Linked DNA regions of Podarcis muralis: region 1 is linked to region 2. Evidence: chromatin contacts called from public Hi-C data. All regions are on one chromosome and are shown on one strand. Each heading gives the region's core, a stretch centred on a gene start, on an enhancer-like site or on the middle of the called end of the contact. The rest is flanking DNA. Distances are from core to core; before and after follow the strand shown. Region 1 holds the start of MFN1 (mitofusin 1). Region 2 holds the start of NDUFB5 (NADH:ubiquinone oxidoreductase subunit B5).

The links. A called contact is a pair of places that touch in the nucleus more often than the background predicts.
Region 1: a Hi-C map of tail shows a contact between it and region 2, with 2.5 times the contacts expected there. The contact joins the promoter of MFN1 here to the promoter of NDUFB5 in region 2. A contact is called at or near these places in 2 of 3 Hi-C or Micro-C datasets (blood and tail).

The regions. Positions count from the first base shown.
Region 1 is chr6:11,132,623-11,137,772 of rPodMur119.hap1.1, reverse strand. It overlaps MFN1 (mitofusin 1), which reads left to right and starts at 1,528. Exons shown (of 18, transcript XM_028731620.2): 1 at 1,528-1,686. The coding sequence starts at 1,556.
Region 2 is chr6:10,984,836-10,989,717 of rPodMur119.hap1.1, reverse strand. It overlaps NDUFB5 (NADH:ubiquinone oxidoreductase subunit B5), which reads left to right and starts at 1,770. Exons shown (of 6, transcript XM_028731628.2): 1 at 1,770-1,928; 2 at 2,898-2,986. The coding sequence starts at 1,802. MRPL47 (mitochondrial ribosomal protein L47) reads right to left here and starts at 369. Exons shown (of 7, transcript XM_077929751.1): 1 at 212-369. The coding sequence starts at 303.

The DNA of each region.
Region 1 (5,150 bases), core at 279-2,778, 150 kb before region 2:
TCATTGCAAGAGCAACGTAGTGCCTGGGTTTGATTCTTCCCTTTGTATCCTTTTTCCTTCACGTGCCATGTTTTTCTTATATCATAACCCTGCAGGCAGGGACTGTCTTCTTTTGATTGTATGTGAACCACTCAGGGAGCTGAAGAGCAGGGTACAAATGTTCCAAATAGTTCACATTTATCGGGTCTTTGCTGCAACATCATTTTAAAGGCTAAGCAATGGAGACGCCCTTGAAGAACGCAGATTGCTAGGCTGCAACCCTATACACCATTAACCTGGGAGTAAGTCCCATCAAACTCTGAAGGACTTAACTTCTGGCATTGCACTGTTAAGCACCTAATCTAGTGTAGAGTAGTGGCTAACTGTGCCATCTTCGTCTGCTCAGAAGGCAGTCCTGTTGAGTTCAAGGGACTTACTCTCAGGTTAAGTGTGCATAGAGGACTGCAGCCTTAGGTGCCCTCCAAATTTTTTGGACACCAGCATGTGTCATAATAAATTTACTAAGTCATTATGGCTCCCGAAGACGACTCTTCTTTTACTGCTGAGCAAACAGGCACAAGTCTATTCGCAAGAAGGCTGAAATCTTAATCTCAGGGTAATGGGTTCGAGCCCCACATTGGGCAAAAGATGTCTGCATTGCAGGGGGTTGGACCAGATGACCCTCGTGGTCCCTTCCAACACTACAATTCTATGATTGCATGAGTGTGTTTTGGAGGGGAATCTCTGTTGCTTAGTCGTGTCCGACTCTTCGTGACCCCATGGACCAGAGCACGCCAGGCACTCCTGTCTTCCACTGCCTCCCGCAGTTTGGTCAAACTCATGTTGGTAGCTTCAAGAACACTATCCAACCATCTCGTCCTCTATCGTCCCCTTCTCCTTGTGCCCTCCATCTTTCCCAACATCAGGGTCTTTTCCAGGGAGTATTCTCTTCTCATGAGGTGGCCAAAGTCTTGGAGCCTCAGCTTCAGGATCTGTCCTTCCAGTGAGCACTCAGGGCTGATTTCCTTAAGAATGGATGCGTTTGATCTTCTTGCAGTCCATGGGACTCTCAAGAGTCTCCTCCAGCACCATAATTCAAAAGCATCAATTCTTCGTCCATCAGCCTTCTTTATGGTCCAGCTCTCACTTCCGTACATCACTACTGGGAAAACCATAGCTTGAACTTATTACGGACCTTTGTTGGCAAGGTGATGTCTCTGCTTTTTAAGATGCCTTACTAAACCAGTGTGGTACAGGGGTTAGATTGCTGGACTAGAACCTGGGAAACCAGGGTTCAAATCCCCACACTCAGCCAAGAACCTCAACATATAAATAAAACAACGAAGCCTGCCCCTGGCGGTCGACTTGCACCTCTGCTCCCTCGACCACTCCCGCTCTTTCCTATCTCTATGCAACGAGCCCGGGAATGAACCGAAAGGCTTTCCAACGTCCGCAGGGAAGAGACGGCGTGATGGTGGGAGGGGGTAAAGGCGGAGTTAACCGCGGCGCACGCGCAGAGAGAGTCTCTGACGCCGGCTGGTCCCTTTGCCCTGACCAGCGATGGCGGAGCGCGTGGATGGTGAGAGGAAGGCGCTCGAGAGGCGGCGGAAGTGATACCTGCCTCCTCTTGGTTGGGCGAGAGCGAGGGGCGGAAGACGCCGGCGAGGCTGAGCGCGGGAGGGGGGCGAGCCTTGCTCCCGTTGCCAGGTAAAAGGGGAGGGGGGGCGAGTGACCTTTGGGCTTTTTTGGGGGGGGGATTTGACCTTTCGTCCCCCATTTGAGTTGCGGGGCTTGTTCTGTCAGGTTTTGCTTCAGGCTGGAGGGGGCTTCGAGGGGGCTTATGTAATGCCAAACTGAACTTGGTCCCAGGCTACCTCGTGCCTGACCTCCTCTGACACATTTCTTAACATTTATTTATTGCATCGAGTTATTTCTTCCTTAAAAAAAAAAAAAGTAGCTGTTGTAAATCTTCTAGCTGTGGGACAGGCAGGTCGCTCGCCCCAGTCAAGACACTTGCTCCTGGGGTGCCCTACCGAAAGAAGAGCCCAAAAAAACCCAACAGAATTGGGTGCAACAGACAAATTAAAAGGGGCTTGTGCTGTAGTCGACTTGGAGCAAACCCAAAGTACAGTGGTACCTGGGGTTACATACGCTTCAGGTTAAATACACTTCAGGTTACAGACTCCACTAACCCAGAAATAGTGCTTCAGGTTAAGAACTTTGCTTCAGGATGAGAACAGAAATCGCACAGCGGAGGCAGGAGGCCCCATTAGCTAAAGTGGTACCTCAGGTTAAGAACAGTTTCAGGTTAAGAACGAACCTCCAGAACAAATTAAGTACTTAACCCGAGGTACCACTGTACGTTGGACGCAGCTGCCAAGCCCCTCTCTCTTTCCTCTTCCTTTTTTCCTGATCTCTCCTTGGGAATCTTTTTTTAGGAAAGGTCACTTGCGAACATTGTTGTTGTTATTTGTTCCTGCCAGCTTGGAATCCTGGCTCGGAAGAATGCAACTCAGACAAGATCAGGTTGGGCCCCACCAACTCTTCTGAGTCTTTCAGGGAGCTTGTTTCAGCAAAAGCACCTATAAAGACTCTCAGACTCAAATCAGCAAAGAAGTTTCGAAGGCAGAGTCCCGCCTGAAGCTGCCAACTTAGAATTAATAGGGAGATTTGACACTTCCAAACTCGGGCTTAGTGGTGATTTCATTTCACTTTTAAATTGTGTAACCTACCATGTTTCTGTATTACTATACACAAGGCGATTTGGGATTGGCTAACTCCCTCTTTGAGTTTGAGTTTGAGCTACCTTTTTATCAGTTCATTCCCAGGTGGGAGTGTTTCATGTCTCCTCTGGTTGGATCTTTTATAGTTTGTCTGGATCTCATTTTAAGTCACACTCTGAACAGGAATGTGGTGTATCTTGCATTGTGGGGGAGAGGGTTTCTGGCCACACTTTGGACAAATGCACACTTGCCAACTGAGGTTAGGGCTAGAAGGGACCCCAAGGCAGCTGTCCCATACGGGGATCAAACATGCAACCTTTCACTGCAGAACCAGGGTGGTAGTCAACTAAGCTTTACTCAGCGTAGACCCAAATAAAAAATGCTTTCAGAAAGTGAAAAATATCCTCTAGATCTGTCGCCAGTATTGCATCGGAGGGTATGGTCCCTGGCCCATAAAGGCTTGTGTTTCCAATAAACGTATTGTTGAAGATTCCACGGAGCTCTCTGCTATTTAAGGTATATTCATTATGCAGAATAGAAAGTCTTTCATCACACTGCATTTCTGGCAAAGTGCATGCTCTATATATTGCATGGAGCTGACAGTTCCAGCAGCTCAGAGATACACACCCAGTGTTTTTCTCGGTCAGTATGGCACAGTTGGGGTGGGACTGTTATGGTTTCCTCCCTCTCTGAAGAAGCTAGTCACAATTGGGCTACTAGCCAATTTCACTTGAGTTTGACACCCTAACTTGCAGGTCACAGAAAAATGTGAGCCTTCACTACAAAGCACTTGAAGGCTGCAGACACTTTATAAGACTTTCAAGAGATCATTTGTTTTATGAATATTGCCTATAAGGCTCTGCACTGAAGGAAAATAGTACTGATTTTTCTAATCCGGAGAAATTAACATTTGGACAGGGGGATAAATGGAATGCATAAAATTTAATGCAACATCTGATTGGCCACTGTGAAAACAGGATTCCTGCTTTACTAATCTAATTTGCTGTTTTGTCCCCTTCATTTGATTAAATTTAACAGTCTGATTTCATAATAATGCATATTATTTCTTATCTTCTTTATTTTAGCAATGGTGAATTGTATGGGAAATGGTTTATTCTGTCTCTAGGATTATAACAGCTTCTTCCTGGAATATGATTGAAATATTGTATGGCAGACTTGAATTACACTTTTTGAACATGGATACAAAAGGCGCAGAAGTTCAAAAGGCTTAAATATACACATGTTAATTGTGAATGACATGATTTTTTGATGATTGGGTTTCTCTGCAACAAACAAGGAAGCAAAGCTTGATAATGATGGTTATTTATTACATTATATTGTAAGTCACTTTAAGTTTACACGTTGTGAAAAAGAGACTAATAAGTCCTGTGAATAACAATAAAATATTAATATTTAATTTATTAGTTGCCCCTTACAAAATTTTAAGCGTATAAAGTATGAACTTATAAAGTGTATAACGTACCAAATAAGAAGAAACAATGCCTTACAATAAAATTTGTACAAAATAGACTTAATTAAACAGCAAAAACTTATAACCAACAAGCAGCAAAAACATCTTAATCCATCACATCTCTGGGGAAAGAAATAAGTTTTTACCTGTCACCAAAAGGATGTTAAAGATGTCACCATCTAGACCTCACTGTGGACAGCATTCCACTAGTAAGGAGCCACAACTGAAAAGGCCCTATTCCTTGTTGAGACACTTTAAACCTTCCTCAGAGGCAGTACCTGAAGGAGGGGCTAAGATGAAGATTGAAGAGTTTGAGTAGTTTCATATTGGAAGAAATACAAAACCTCAAAAATATTGGTCTGTAAAGCCATACAAAGCTTTGTAGACCAAGTCATCACATTGAATTAGGCTCAGAAATGTGCTTGGTGTTGGAAATCCAGCCTTCTGTAAAGGTACACTTAGTAGTACGGTGGTACCTCGGGTTAAGTGAGAGCCAGTGTGGTGTAGTGGTTAAGAGCGATAGACTCCTAATCTAGGGAACCGGGTTCGCGTCTCCGCTCCTCCACATGCAGCTGCTGGGTGACCTTGGGCTGGTCACACTTCTCTGAAGTCTCTCAGCCCCACTCACCTCACAGAGTGTTTGTTGTGGGGGAGGAAGGGAAAGGAAAATGTTAGCCGCTTTGAGACTCCTTCCGGTAGTGATAAAGCAGGATATCAAATCCAAACTCTTCTTAAGTACTTAATTCGTTCTGGAGGTCCATTCTTAACCTGAAACTGTTCTTAACCTGAAGCACCACTTTAGCTAATGGGGCCTGCCATGCCGCCAGAGCACGATTTCTGTTCTCATCCTGAAGCAAAGTTCTTAACCTGAGGTACTATTTCTGGGTTAGCAGAGTCTGGAGCCTGAAGCGTCTGTAACCTGAGGTACCACTGTAGTGCTAGTAGTAGAAGTAATTTGCAGATACCTACAGTAAATA
Region 2 (4,882 bases), core at 521-3,020:
AAACAGTAAACATTGAAAAAGTAGCTTGGGCGGGGTATAAATAAATAAATAAATAAATAAATATAATATATATAAAAAACGTAATGAAACATTAAGCATTGAAAAAGTAGCTTGGCTTGAACTCGGCACGGGGGGAATTCAAGGAATAAAAGGCACACGGTAAAGCGGAGGTCGCAGGGCGCCTCCCTCCTCCCGCCCGGCGACTGCCCACCTGGGAGGAGAGGACGCCGACGAGCCGCCCCAGGTCGCTGCAGCCAACCTCAGGAGCTTCGAGAACGGCCGGCAAAGCGCCGCCACCGCCATGACATCTCCCGTTTCCCACAATGCTCATCGGCCGCCGCCGGAAGGCGTCGGCCCAGGCCCATAGAGATTGCGAAGGAAGTACGCAGGGGCACGCAGGCCTAGCTTCCGGTTTGGGTCGGAAGCCGCTCTTCCTTGGGGTTTCCTTTGGGTTCAGAGCAGGGTCTACCCTCCGCAGCGCTGAGCATTCCTAGAGCGGACCTCCTTCCCCTATTATCCTTTAAGAGGGTGGAGGGGAAACGGTTCAGTTTGAGAAGGAAGCGCTATGTGTCTAACTTTTCCTTTCCCCACAACGCTCCTTGCCTTCGAGCGCATATACAAGAAAAATCGAAGAGGCGACCGTGCGAGGTCGCCTTCCGCAGTAAAAACGTCGGTCTTTGGGCACCTTAAAAAGCGACACCACGAGCAGCCTTTCGTGAACTATAAGCAAGAAAATGAATCCAGCTCATCGTGTATTTTTAAATCCGTTTTGGCTGACGTGAAAATCGCATTGGATTGAGAAATTCAGGATTTTTACCGTTGACAGTCACTGAGCAGTGGCTGGACTCCGCCAAGAAACGAAACATAGCGAGCCTTTCCTGCTCTTGTTCAGATCTCATTTTTGAGGGGTTGCTTTGATTTAGCTTTTTAAACATTCACAAATGAACTCTTCAGATGCAAACACTGCTCAAGGCCTCCATTATTATTATTATTATTATTATTATTATTATTATTATTATTATTATTATTATTATTATTATTGGTGCAAGTCAGTGAAGTGTAACTCTGTGTAACAGAGCATCCAGCTGATGCTTAAAAGAGATTTGGGCTCTGATTTATAATGTGCAATATGAATAGTGGATTGAGTTGCAGGGAATCATAATGATGATAATGATAATGATGATAACAACATGATGTCGCTTTATCTTGCGCAAGGCAACCCAAAGCGACTTACAACCAAACAACCACTTGCATGAATCGCTCTTACGCTCTTATCCAGTACAGTCTTTACAGTGTCTACTCGGAAGTAAGCCTATTTGAATTCAGTGGTGCTTACTGGAGAAATACAGCCTTTTTTTCCTTTAAAGGATTTTGCATGCAATAGGACCATAGGCGTTGCCAAGGCTGTGGGCGTGGGGCAACTTAGATCAAGTAAAACCATAGTAAAACATAACTAACTGACCAATCACGTCGGTTCTGCGCCCCCTAACAAAAATCCTGACTATGCTCGTGAATAGGACCCGAATTAAAACAACAACAACTCTTTGCCGCTTATCTTTTGCCTGGGGGAGAAAGACGGGAAGAGTCGCAACTGCACTTCCTACGAGCATCTAATAGAGAAACCCCGTCGGGTTCTGCGAGCGGCGCATTGAACTCGGAAACCGGCTCTACGTGGCAGTCTTCTATTAGTGAATCTACGCGCCGCCCTGGCGCCCGTTCTAAAGATGGCGGCGACGTGCCTTCAGCCCCGCCCGCCGAACACGAGTCACCTTCCCTCGCTGTTACCTTGCCAGTCGCAGGCATGGCGGCCATGAGCCTCCTGCTCCGAGCGGCGGCTGCTTTCGCGGCCAGGAGGACCTTTCCCGGCCCGGGTCTCTGGGGTCGCTTCTCCCTGCCTGCGCGGGCCGCTGGCCGCTCTGTGCTCATCGGTATGGCTTCCCTAGGGGACGGGGGGGATCCGTGGGGTGGGGTGGGGGGTTTCCCGTCTGGTTGACCTTGAGGATTTGGGACAATCGCTGAGTTTTACGGTGTGTCTGTGGGGGGGGGGCGTTGCCACCATATATGTGCAATAATAATAATTTTACATATAATATCTAATCGTATTATATCTAATTGCCGTGACTCCACTGCCTGGGAAACCTATTGCGCAGGCAGAAGTTCAACTGGTGAAGGTTCCTCCTAACCTGCTTGGTTTGGGCCAGCCATGCATATAATAATAATAATAATAATAATAATAATAATAATAATAATAATAATTTTATTATTTATACCCCACCCATCTGGCTGGGTTTCCCCAGCCACTCTGGGTGGCTTCCAGCCGGATATTAAAAACAATACAGCATCAGACATTAAAAACTTCCCTAAAAAGGAACGCTTTCACTTGTCTTTTAAAAGTAAAATAGTTGTTTATTGCCTTGACATGTGCTGGGAGGGCGTTCCACAGGGGGCATCTGCCACTCAATCGCAGTCCTTCCCCCAAGGGCTACTTTTCTCGGAGGAAGGGTATGCTTTCAAAGGCATGCCAATGATGAAAATAAATAGCAAAGCAACCCTGTCTCGGCTGGGTCAGAGCTGGACAAGTCCCTTTATTATTATTATTTATTATTTGTTGAATTTATATACCTAAACCCCAGGAGTCTCAGGGCGGTTCACAGAATAAAACCAAGATATAAAACCACAAAATACATAATAAAAATAAAAACAACAGCCCAATAGCCCCCCCCCCCAAACACACACACACACACACACCCCACAGTCTCGGTTTTTTGCTTTGCAAGAATAGCTATGTGGGAATGTGCAAAAACAGGAGAACACAACCGAAAGTCTCTTTGTCGGCTTGACTGGGTCACAGAAACCACAGCTGGCTTTGCGCTAACACGTGGATTTGATTTTTGCAGCTCCAGTACGCCATGGCAGTGGAGGTGGGAAAAGAATGTTTGTCATCCAGGCGACGGATTTTTATGACAGGCGATTCCTGCTTTTGTTGGTGAGTCTCCACTCTTTGGGGAGGGAGGAATTGTAGGAAACCAAAAGGTGTCACACAGGATATTCTGTGATATTCTGTGTTCTAAATGCTACTGTATTCAGTCTTCCTAAGCCCAAGGTTTACCTTAGAGATGGCTTCTTGAGCTTTGTAAGCAGAGCAGAGATACCTGTGGACCAGGGCCAGATTTAGGTTTGATGAGGCCCTAAGCTACTGAAGGTAATGGGGCCCTTTATATGTGATATTTTAGGGAGCAGAAGAAGAGGAGGAGGAGGAGTTTGGATTTGATATCCCGCTTTATCACTACCCAAAGGAGTCTCAAAGCGGCTAACATTCTCCTTTCCCTTCCTCCCCCACAACAAACACTCTGTGAGGTGAGTGGGGCTGAGAGACTTCAGAGAAGTGTGACTAGCCCAAGGTCACCCAGCAGCTGCAGGTGGAGGAGCAGAGACGCGAACCCGGTTCACCAGATTACGAGTCGTACCGCTCTTAGCCACTACACCACACTGGCTCTCAGACTAGTAGGCAGGGCCCATTACTTACATCATAGGAGCCTACATAACACAAAACACTTTCGCTGTATGTAGGTTTTATTTTATTTGTTTTTTATCTTATGTTTTGGAAATGTACATCCAGCTTTTCCCCCCTTTAATTTTTTGGGGGCCCCCAAGAGCGTGGGGCCCTAAGCTATAGCTTGTTTAGCTTATATGTAAATCCGGCACTGCTGTGGACTATAAAAGTCGCCTTTCTGTTTTGCAAGAGGATATACGATATACAGGTGGATTTTTTTTAGCTTATTGGTAACTATAGGATTAGAAAGGGGGCAGTATCAACTCCACTTTTCCTAGAGAGCCCTTGTACAACCTACAGATAGGTAGCCGTGTTGGTCTGCCATAGTCAAAACAAAAAAAATTCCTTCCAGTAGCACCTTAAAGACAACTAAGTTAGTTCTTGGTATCTGAAGAAGTGTGCATGCACACGAAAGCTCATACCAAGAACTAACTTAGTTGGTCTTTAAGGTGCTACTGGAAGGAATTTTTTTTGTCTTGTACAACCTGTTACCGTGGGATAAGGGTGGCTGCAACTTTGCAGCAGTTCTGGTGACTGTTGTTTGTTTCAAGGTTGGACGTGAGCCCAGCTACAATGCTGGGATTATTGTATCATCGGCAGAACTATTGGGTTGGGGTCATCATGTTTAGGTCGGGATCCATGTATGCACCAAAGAATTGCTCATTTGTTTTCATGGCAGCACTTCCTGCTGCCCAAGAGATAAGTCTCTGTTCAGTGGCTTGCCTCTTCAGCAGCTGGTATCCATATCAATGAAGAGAAGTAGTTTTATTTTAAAACAGTGCTCCAGCAAAAACAATAAATGAAATTCAGGATTCTTATCTCTCTTTGTGTGCTTTTTACTTCTTTGGATCATTGCCATAAACAGACAATAAGATATTTCAGAGTGAACGGTGTACATTCATTTAGAGGTCTTTTCACATAAAACGCCAAGTGGTATCTGAATATTCAAGAGTTTTAAGTTCTGAATAAATGACCATTTCTTCTTCTGTTATTATTTCTAAACCACTCTTAATCCAAGGATCACACAGTGGTTTTATATTTTACAAGATGAAAACACCAAAATACATAATTTAGTAAGAAACAAAAACAATAACCTCCCCCCCCCCAAGTTTAAAAGCCTATAGATTGTTTAATTAGATAGAAGAGGAATGTTATTGTCTGAAATATTAGGCTAGAAAATATATCCTAATAGTCCAGATTGTAGTGTTTGTATTGGGAGAGGTTCAGTGTTGGAAGTGTTCAGAAGCAGAAGGCTCTTTAATACATATTTTGTGGTGATATAAACACACAAAGAAATATTGAGAGATGGTATATGAGGAACTTAAGCAA